Regions from separate parts of the Mus musculus genome. Here all the other regions are linked to region 3. A link is a contact called in public promoter capture Hi-C data. All regions are on one chromosome and are shown on one strand. Each heading gives the region's core, a stretch centred on a gene start, on an enhancer-like site or on the middle of the called end of the contact. The rest is flanking DNA. Distances are from core to core; before and after follow the strand shown. Region 1 overlaps Gtf2f2 (general transcription factor IIF, polypeptide 2). Region 2 has its middle 29 kb from the start of Fam216b. Region 3 holds the start of Lacc1 (laccase domain containing 1).

The links. Promoter capture Hi-C pulls out the DNA fragments that hold promoters and counts their contacts.
Region 1: a contact with region 3 is called in a promoter capture Hi-C map of stem cell-derived epiblast-like cells, with 3 times the contacts expected there. The contact joins the enhancer-like site here to the promoter of Lacc1 in region 3. A contact is called at or near these places in 9 of 39 promoter capture datasets (the HPC-7 cell line, embryonic stem cells, hippocampal neurons and 4 more), 3 of 115 datasets of contacts at active chromatin or transcription factors (acute myeloid leukemia, embryonic stem cells and fetal liver) and 2 of 9 other capture datasets (adipose tissue and liver).
Region 2: a contact with region 3 is called in a promoter capture Hi-C map of second pharyngeal arch cranial neural crest, with 3 times the contacts expected there. The contact joins the enhancer-like site here to the promoter of Lacc1 in region 3. A contact is called at or near these places in 10 of 39 promoter capture datasets (the 3T3-L1 cell line, the HPC-7 cell line, cranial neural crest and 5 more), 4 of 115 datasets of contacts at active chromatin or transcription factors (craniofacial prominence, embryonic limb bud and embryonic stem cells) and 1 of 9 other capture datasets (embryonic stem cells).

What each region holds. Positions count from the first base shown.
Region 1 is chr14:75,898,022-75,901,441 of GRCm38.p6, reverse strand. The region is part of intron 7 of Gtf2f2 (general transcription factor IIF, polypeptide 2); the gene reads left to right. Among named protein-coding and RNA genes, the nearest start is that of Gm52138, 9.0 kb to the right of the region's middle. Within about 2 kb of position 1,726, at least 81 of the 459 cell types and tissues checked have an H3K27ac peak or open chromatin away from gene starts, as enhancers often do. A contact at or near this core is called in stem cell-derived epiblast-like cells, where this site is marked.
Region 2 is chr14:78,058,854-78,062,122 of GRCm38.p6, reverse strand. No RefSeq gene overlaps it. Among named protein-coding and RNA genes, the nearest start is that of Fam216b, 29 kb to the left of the region's middle. Within about 2 kb of position 1,417, at least 16 of the 459 cell types and tissues checked have an H3K27ac peak or open chromatin away from gene starts, as enhancers often do. A contact at or near this core is called in craniofacial prominence and second pharyngeal arch cranial neural crest, where this site is marked.
Region 3 is chr14:77,034,917-77,038,199 of GRCm38.p6, reverse strand. It overlaps Lacc1 (laccase domain containing 1), which reads left to right and starts at 1,583. Exons shown (of 8, transcript NM_172488.2): 1 at 1,583-1,703; 2 at 2,210-2,388; 3 at 2,795-3,283. The coding sequence starts at 2,846. Ccdc122 (coiled-coil domain containing 122) reads right to left here and starts at 1,428. Exons shown (of 6, transcript NM_175369.4): 1 at 1,229-1,428.

The DNA.
Region 1 (3,420 bases), core at 477-2,976, 1.1 Mb after region 3:
ACCAAAGTTAAAGGAGCCACTTCTAATCCCAGCATTTGGGGGGCAGAGACCAGCCAGGGCTATACACGGAGACATTGTTTTAAAATTAAAAAGAAAGTGAACTTTATCTGAAACCTTCAGACCGATAAGACACTTGCCACTGCAGACAGATGAGTCTTTTTTAGCACACAGATATTAATGCAATAATTATCTGGGTTTTCAAGGTTTGAATGAAATGTAGAGACAGGCAGGGTTTTATCCTTTGACCATTTTCACTTCCCATCTGTTGGCTGCTTAGAGTTTTCAGAGGAAGAAACACAGCAGTGGAACCCAGAGAAGACCCAGGATAGGGGTGGGGCAGCAGTGAGGAGGAAAGAAGATAGCTGCAGGCCCTTGCTGCACAGAAGCCGGGCAGCACCTTCCCTCCTGTTCCCAGTTTATTCTGTCTGGAGGGCTGAGAGCATCTGGCCCTCTCTGGCTGCTGACTCCTGTGTGTACTTGATTTCTTAATGAGCAAGCCTGTGCCTCCAGTCACTGACTGCCTCATAAGTAAGGAAGTCCTTTGTTCTCTCCACTGCTCTGAAAGGAGTCAACTTACTCGCACAGAAAATTCTGTCTATAACAACGCCCTTCCTCTTGTGGTACCCCAGAAGACACACATTCCCCTGCACCACCTGGGCACACAGTGGGCACTTGCTTTAAGCTTTTAGGGCCAGTTTTTGTAACTAGATGCCAAGCAGGGTTTGTGATTAACTTACTGAAAGCCTTAGGAGTGGTAATCTCCCTGTCTGAGCTGTTCTTAATCAAGTTCAGTTGAGTTATTATTATGTAAATAATGCTTATCACTGAAATATCTGACAAAATGCAGATCAGGCTTCTTAGGTTTGGTAGAGCTGGAGAAGAAAAGAACTGCATTGGCTGGCTGGCTGGCAGCAGAGAAACTAAATCACAGGCTGCTTGCACCTAGTCCTAAAACTTCCTAAAATTTAAGGAAATTTGAAAACAACCCTGCAGAGTTGTGGCCTAGTCAGGTGCTATGGTTCTGATTCTGTTTTGTTACTTGACCAGGTGAGTAGAATGTGGTCATCTCATTCCCTCCTTGTAGTGAGTCCGTGGGCTACATTACCAAGAGAAAGAGGAGTGCATGGGAACGGCTGGTTTGTAGAATGAAAACTTTTTTGGTTGTGAGCTTAGCCTCTCATCACTGAACCCTCTCTCCACCCCAGTGAAGACTTTCTTACCATGTCATGTTGACCCCTCTTCTGGCTTTTCTGTTTTCTTGGCTAAGATTACAGATAAGCACAGAACTCGGAGTTAGAAGAGCTGCTTTTTTCTGGGTTGCTGAAATGCTCCTGGTGATTGCTGTTTGTGTTTGGGCCACTGCTATCCATCCACAACTGTGTGATTGTTTGTGCAACAGGATCTTAGCAGCCTCACAATGAACCATTCTTTGGAATTTTACAAAGATGTCATTCTTGGCACCTAAACTGAAAATCATTTGTGCCTAACCCATCATTTTCCATTTATGAATCCAGTTTAATTAGAAAGTAGTTTATGAACAGTGCCCCATTTTTCAAGTGTAATTTGAAATAGCAGATGGCAGACGTGCACATTACCTGCTTGCCCAAGCCTAAATGCTTACTCATTCACACTCATGCCTTTAGCAAAGCCAACTATAGAAGGTGTGGGAGGCAGGCAAACCGCCTGGGGAACCCAGGCCTCATTGAGCTCGTTGCTGCCACCTGCTGGGGCCTGTTTGTGGAAGGCTGTCCAATAGACAGATGCTAAGCTTTCCAGTGACCTCACCGAGCTCTAGTCTCTGCTGTTACATTTCTAAAAGACAAGCCTGGTAGTAGTGGTGCATGCCTTTAATTCCAGTACTCAGGAGGTGGAGGCAGAGGCAGGCTGATCTCTCAGTTCCAGGCCAGCCTGGTCTACAGAGAGAGTTTCAGAACAGCCAGAGTTACATAGTGAGACCTTGTCTCAAAAAGAAACAAACTTCTAGATGGCAGCCTATCTGTGGGTTAATGGATTGTGCTCCATTGTTTCAGATCAGCAGGTAGGGATTTGACTATTTGGTAACATGGCCCCTTGAGGTTCTGAGAACAAAGGATATCAAGAGCTCAAAATCCCTGGAGTGTGGGAGCTGTAACAGCCTCGGAGCAGATAGCGTGATCTTCAGAATCTTGGCTAGGGACTTGGACAGAGAAAGGAAGAACACAAATTTGAGCTCAGTCTGGACCGCCTAATGACACCATGTCTCAAAAAAACAAGGACAGTTTGGGTCTGGTGGCACTTGGAGGCAGAGCCAGGGAGATCTCCCCTAGTTTAGGGCAAGCCTGGTCTACATAGAATGTTGCAGGCTAGCCTAGGCTGTATTGTCAGACCCTATTTATAAAGGGAGGGGTCATAGTGGCAAATGCCTTTAATCCCAGTACTCTGAAAGCAGAGGCAGGTAAATGTCTGAGTTTGAAGCTAGCTGGTTTCATAAGAGAGTTCCTGGCCAGCCAGGGCTACAGAGTAAAATCCTGTCCATATGTGCACACACAGGGGTTTGTTAAAGATTCACACATAATGTGGTTTGGGTAGTAGTGCATTCGGTGCAAATATTATCTAGACAGGAGTTCTTCAACCATTAGTGCCTCTCGTTTTGGTGAATTATATATCCTCCTGCAGTGAGAAGAGCCATCTTGACATTGTGCCTAGTTCTTTGAAGCAGATACTCAGAAGTTGGATTGGGTGGGGTGTTTGTTAGTTGGTTGGTTGGTTGGCAGGACACATCACTTGTGAATAATTAGCTTTCTTTTCTAGAGGTTACTGTCATTTGTATTATTGGTCAATGGGTGCTTCAGTGGGCTTTGGCAAACAAAGGCAGGGTTTTGTAGTCCACTTAACACAGTCTTAATTTCCACGACTCCAGTAATCATTTGGGAAGCAGGTTCTGGGGACATAAAATAATGTAAGCCGAGCACAGGAAGCCTGCGCCCTCTCGTTCTTAGTCTTCTCTCTGCTATGGCAGGCTCGGGCAACACAAAGTTTCAGGCTACCCCTTTCCTTATTCCACAGGGAAGGGGTAGTCTGAAACTCAGAAGATCCATCTTAGGTCAGATGGGGTGTGGCTCACGATTTTATTCCCTGCACTCAGAAAACAGAGGCTCATGGAACTCTGGCAGTTGAGGCCTGTCTAGCATAATGAGATCCTGTCTTTAAAGAAAAGCATATCTTACAGAAGTAGGAGTTGTAGGTACTCATCATATGCTTGCTTGCTTGACTATTATTTCCTATCCCTACAGGGTGTGTCATTTATATGGATGCTCATAAAACTGTTGATTGTAGTCTGTGGACTGATTGTTAAGTCACTAAAGTCAAGAGCAGATTGCCCTCCATTGAATTCAGTAAACATGGAGCAGCCATTACAGTATATTTTCCTCTAGATTCCTC
Region 2 (3,269 bases), core at 168-2,667, 1.0 Mb before region 3:
ATAATACCTTTAGACACGGGTTCTACTTTTGGATATGCATTAGTTCTGTGGTGTGTTCTTGACGAGAGGTCACGTGAGGCTTCTCCTGTACCCCTCTTATCACACTCCTGACACCATGCTACTCACGGCTCACAGGCAGCCTGGAAATGCTACAGGGTGCCAAAGGCTTAGTGAGGCTGACTTTGTGAATTCAGTAAGTCAGTGTGATTTATGTTCCCACTGAGGGCACACTGTTCTAAAACAGACACGTGCTCTGGAATTCCATGTCTCAACACCCTGACACTTCTTGGAGGGTAGCTTCCGGTATTAGTGGAAGAAGCTAAAACCAGGGAATTCCAACTAGGATATTAAGTCTTTTCCTGGAGAGACCCAAAGGTGGTGTCTTAGGAGCAGGAAAGGCCTTATGTCTACATTTCATTTTTTGAGATGTGTTAAGAAATGTGGCAAAGGAATGCCCAAACAAAAGGCACACACTGCTGATGAAATACCCACAAATGTACATACATATACATGGATTCATACATATATGCACATGCATGCACCTTTTCACAGTCAGGTTCACATCTGCCTTATTCACACTGATGGCCAAATATTTGGGGGATTTGCATCTGGAAGCTTTCCTCTAGCCTTTGTGTTCACTCCCCTCACACCTTTGTTAAAGCAATGGTTAACTTTCTGAAGACAGTAAACAAGGTGCTATTGCATGCCTGAAATGCTCCACCCTGCCTTCAGTCCCTCATTCTGAACATGGCTCACTAGCTCCATCTAAAAGCTTCAGTGCTCTTTACATGGTCTCTTTCATGCACATACATACATACATACATACATACATACATACATACATACATGGATGCATGTATACTTGGATACAGACAGACAGACAGACAGACAGACAGACAGACACACACACACACACACACACACACACACACACTGAATACTTGCCAAACGCTTCATGCATAAACACCTGCTTGCATGCTTGACTGTACATCACCCTTACTCTTTGGTGACAGCATTCAGTGCCTTCTATTCAATGATCATCTACTTATCTGTCCCCTCCTACTCTGCCCTGAGAGCATCACCCTAACTAGGAAAAAAAATGGTTTCTTCCTTCCTTTTCTTTCTTCCTTTTTTTTCAGTTTGTTCTCATTCACCAAATAGAGCCTAGAAAACAGGTAAATAAAACCCAGTGAGTGAACAAACGGAACGAGCCTGTTCTTGCTCTTGCCCTTAGGTACATGGTCACCCTATACGTTCATCTTCCCGGTAACCCCCACTCTGAAGTCTGAGGTTGAGGCTTGTGGGTGGAGGGTTTGATTCCCTTGTTCCCTAAGCAGCATGCAACTTTAAGGCTGAACCATTTGCATCCCGCCTGGGTAGGGAGAAATGACCTAAGTGGGCAGTTACTCTTTGCCGGTGACTTTTGTTGCACTGTGTGGCTCATTTGATCAAGTCTAGACACATTATTTCATGTGCTGTGGAGTCTCAGTTCCTGTAACACAGCCCCCTTTAAACATTAGTCTTTCTGGCAGAATTTGATAGGGGTCATATAAAATCTTTTTCTTCATCTGCTAATGGCAATTTACAGACACTTACTCTGAGCAATGTGCACCGAAAAGACCAGCAAACTCACCCCCTCCCCCTGTTATGATCCAGCCCTGCAACGTCAAAGCCCGGAACCCAGCCTGATACTTTCATCCGTGATATGTGAGCCTCATCTGTGGTTGGCTGCCTCATCAATTTTCATTTGGGAGTTGAAATGGACTCGGAGGCAGATATGGCATTAATTACGGGGAAATTGGTTGCAATATGCCTGAGGTGAAGCCGTTCTGATGGGAATCCGAGATGGAGAGGAAGCCAAATTATAAAAGGGTGATTTACTGGAAAAAGAAAATGTGTGCATTACCATCAATGTTTAGCAAAGAAAAGGGAGCCAGTAAACCAGAAAGATGGTGGGGTGACTGAAAGAGTAAAATACTCAGGATCTCAAAAAAAGATTTATGGTTATGCTGTGTGCACTATATTTCCCCAGATGCACATGGCATTTTCCAAGAGTGTGCATCAATTAAAAGGCAAGTAAGCATTAATAATGGTTGGCAGGGCCCCTATTTCTTTTTAGATTGAAATATATTTCACTAAAGAGCATCTAGGGATCTCAAAGTTAAAATTCATTTGCCAGCTATGCTGTGTGCTATTGTTACAATTTTCTTGTTATAATATCACATTTTCCCCTAACGATTTCAATTTTTTCCCCTAGTTAATATCTCTTTTCTTTTGTTACCGAATCTTGACGAGGCAAATGGTAGATGCAAAGTCATAGCAGAAATGACAACCCTCAATTTAATATGAGAGAAGTAAGACAAAAGGTGCTTAAGGTAGTTTACTTTCTTTTTAAAAAGCCACAGTTTTTCTTCATTGAGCTTCATTGGGCTTATGAAGAGCGAGCTATGGGGGCGGGTGGGGGGGAGGTCATGTGTGCTGGCAATTGCCAGTATTTGTGAACTTGGGGGGGGGATCCTGATTTCAAAACACCAACCTCTCTCCCTCTCCCTCTCCCTCTCCCTCTCCCTCTCCCTCTCCCTCTCCCTCTCCCTCTCCTTCTCCCTCTCCCTCTCCCTCTCCCTCTCCCTCTCCCTCTCCCTCTCCCCTCCCTCTCCTTCCCTCTCTCCCCTCCCTCTCTCCCCTCCCCCTTCCCTTCCCTCCCCTCCCCCTCCTCCTCCCTCTCCCCCTCCCTCTCCTCTCCCCCTCCTCCGTCTCCCCCTCCCTCTCCCTAAAATGTTTCCTTCCTTCTTTGTCCAGACTGGTCTGATGTCAAGGCCAATTCTGAGTAAGCTTCCTTGAAACTTTGAGCCTGTAAGTTCACCTTTCTTCATCTAAGGCGATCAACTCAAAAGTAGGGGACAAGGACCTGCCTTATGCCACCAAAACCACTTATAACATCCAGGTCCATTCACTTTCTGCTCTGCACCTTTGTCTATGAAGGAAGAACTTTCTCTTTCTTATTTATTTTTCTTGCTTCCATCTCCAAGCCTGGAAAGTGCAGAGCCAGCTAAGTAAGATGATATAAAGGTGGTGTAATAAGATGATAAACCTGGCAGAAAATATAGAAATTGATGTTACCTGTCCCCTCCCATCCTCAGAGTCACTGCCCAGGGCACTGCTGGTTAGGGAATTGGGAATCTCAAGCTTTAAGTAAGTTCAGAGTTTTTATTATTAAACTATTCACACCTTCAAATTGATGACCTGAGACCCGTTCTTGTGACTTGAAG
Region 3 (3,283 bases), core at 334-2,833:
GCAGGTCAGCTCACAAAAGAAACGTGTTCAAAGGACAACAAGCAGCAAATGTAAAGAATTGTCGATGGCCTACGATAGAACAGCCTTTACTTGCATGGCTTGAGAAGGAGTTTGTTGTTTGTCTTCCAAAATGAATTATGCATGTGAATCATCTGCGAGATAAAAATAAAAAAGCAGAACAAAACAAGCCCAGGCCTGACTCCCATAGACTCTGAGTCAATCTGCAGCCGGGGTGTGGGGTACCTACTCTACTATTAAGTTCTACTTGTTCCCATGTGCAACCAGGATTGAGAGGCTCTGTAGTAGCCTGGGAAAGGGGAGAGAGTGTTAAGAAATGCAGCCCAGACAGACCAGATGCTGAAGGAAATGGTATGTAAATACATTATCACAACTTCCCTAACAACTTAGCTATTTTGAAAGTTTTGTTACTGCCAGTGCTGTTGCATGAATGAATCCTGAGCTCTCATCCTTGGACATGAAAACAAGAAAAAAAGCTTCTAAACTTGCTTTTAAAAAAAAAAATCCATTTTCCTTAACAGACAGCAAGTTTATGCCAAGGCATGCATGTCTGATCAGATCTGTGTTATCTATCCCTCAGGGTTCCTGGAAGTGTCCAGCGAGCATTCAATGTGTGCCCTCTGAAAGTGATCACACGGCCTGGAGTAGGTTCTATGTGGGCTGGTTACCTTGGCCGCTAGTCAAGTTGAGATGGGTGCACACTTAACAAGACTTCTAGACTCCCGGATCCCCTAGAGTCTTCTCATTCAGGAAACACTTGAGCACTTGGAGGAAGACCAAGGAAAATGAAGGCCCTCTCCTTCCTCCATTGCCAGTCCTCAGAAAATGCGCTTTCTCTTACCTTCTCATATATTTTGAAGAGTGGGTATTTTTCCATTTACAACAGTACTTGATTTTCAAATTGTTGTTTTTAAATAAATAACATTAAACCCTTGGGGGACAAAGGAGCCTTAATTTTTATCTTATTGCTACTGTAAGAATGAATGCATTCCGTCCTGTGAGGGGACACACTTGGGGGGGGGGGTAAGAGAAATCGACGTTGCCAACACAAGTGAACAGTCAAGGATGTTGGTCCCAAATGAAAGTACAGAATCAGCCGAAAGGGGGAAAAAATGAAAACTAACTAGAAACTTAAAAACTAAACAAAAAGTGAAAAGAAAAAAGAAAAAAAAAAGCCACTCCCCCACAAAAGTCACCAGAGTCCCCTTACTTGAGCCCGGATTGGAGGGCGCTAAGTGACAAGCTGGCCACACTGCTGGGTCAGCAGATCCTTCTGGAGTCGCCACGGCCCGCGGGGAGAGGGGACGCTTCTTCCCTTCCCTTCCGGGCGCCTCACGGGACGCGCTCGCCCGCGGCTCTCCGGGCCCCCGCGCCTCAGCGCCCGGGCCTCAGGCGGCCTCCACGGTGACTGCGGGCGCTGACCCGGAACTGCTGAGCGGCGCGGGAATCCCCCGCAAGGGGCTCGGCCTTGCGTCTCCAGGGCGCCACCTCGCGGCCGTGGCGGGAACACCCAAACCCGGGCGCACGCCCGCGGGAGCCCGAGGCCGCCGGGAGGCCCGGGGACGCGGTGAGGCGGGCGGACCGGCCGGCCGGTGACTTTGGGAGCCACTGGGGTTCGAGCGCCGAGCCTGCAGCTCACGCCCCAGCTCGCGGCCGCCGAGGAGAGCGCGGGAAGCAGCCCTGCGGTGAGTCCCGGGCGGAGGGGAGGTCGGCGCGGCGACGGGACGGACGGACGCACACCGTGCAGTCCAGGCTCCTCCGAGGTCGCCTGCACGGCTGGCGGAAAGAATGAATGAAGGCGCCAGTGCCCTACGGGGCGGGCGGAGGTTGGGGTGGGCGTCGGGGTGAAGGCTCAGCAATGGTAGGTGTCAGAATTGGGGGTCACAGGGTCGGCAGAGGGGAGCTCCAGCCTGGACAGGGAGTTCAGAGAATCTGCAAGTGGTCAGAAATCGACCCTGATCCAAGTTGCAGTGGCTTTTGGGATTATCCCAAGTGCGGAGGACTGTGTAAACCTGGGGGGAAAGCCCAGCCTGTGGGCTAGCTTTTACCTTTAAAAAATGAGTGTGTTTGTTTGTTTGCTTGCTTATGGTGACAGACACCTTTACTCTTCTCTCTCTCTCTCTCTCTCTCTCTCTCTCTCTCTCTCTCTCTCTCTTTCTTTCTTTCTGGTGACATACACCTTTAATCCCAGCACTTGGGAGGCAGAGGCAGAGGCAAGCAGGTGTCTGAGGTCGAAGCCAGCCTGGTCTACATAGCTAGTTCCAGGACTGCTGGGGCTGTTAGACAGAGAAGCTCTGCCTCGAATCCCTGTCCCAACCGCAACCCCAAAGAAGATTGGCTGCTGATACTGCTCAACTTAATATCCTAAAGGTGAGACCTCAGTATTTCATGAGATGTGATCTAATCTTATAGACATGATGGGGATAATGACATAACAGATTTACATCCTATAATTAAAAAGACTTGATCTCAGACAACAAGTAATTTTGTACTTAAAATCTGCTATAAGGAAAACAAAGCATAATTTCTATTCTATAAAAATGTACCCAGCTGTTCACAAAATAAAAGATGGCTCTGCCCTTAATTGTCAGGATGAATGGTGCACTGGCTTTTCTGCTCTGCACACTACATTTATTTTGGTTACTTTTTGTATTGATGCAATTTACTTCCTATTTTTATTTTTATATTTATTTATTTATTTTTGTTCACCACAAATTTCGGTTGTATCTATAAGAAGATCGAATTTATTGTTATTTGTGATCACTTTTCTTTACAGCTGCTATGGCATAAAAAGTCTTTGGGGCAAAAAAGACTGCCTGATTGAAGAATGGCAGAAGCAGTCTTGATTGATCTCTCTGGTTTACAATTGAATGCACAGAAAAACTGCCATGAGACCTTACTGGAGACACTGGATGGTATTCACTACCACCACGCTCCCAAGGCCAAGTTCCTTTGCATAATATGTTGCAGAAATGCCAGCAAGGAAAAGGATGGGGAGTATGGCCTCTGTGAATTGGAAGCAGGAAATGGCTTTTCACGTCTCGCGGGAAAATTCGAGACTGTTAGCCATCCCTGCCTGGCTGCCTCTTTGTATACAATTAAACAAAAAATTGATGAAGAAAATCTGAGCTGCATTAAGGTGATTGTCCCCGAGCACAGGAAACTGTTAATGAAGGCTTACGTTGGTCAACTCTTCACCGAGGTGTATGAGTTTGAGTTTGAAGATCTACAGGGAGCTTGGAGGGATAGCCTTTTGAAACCATCC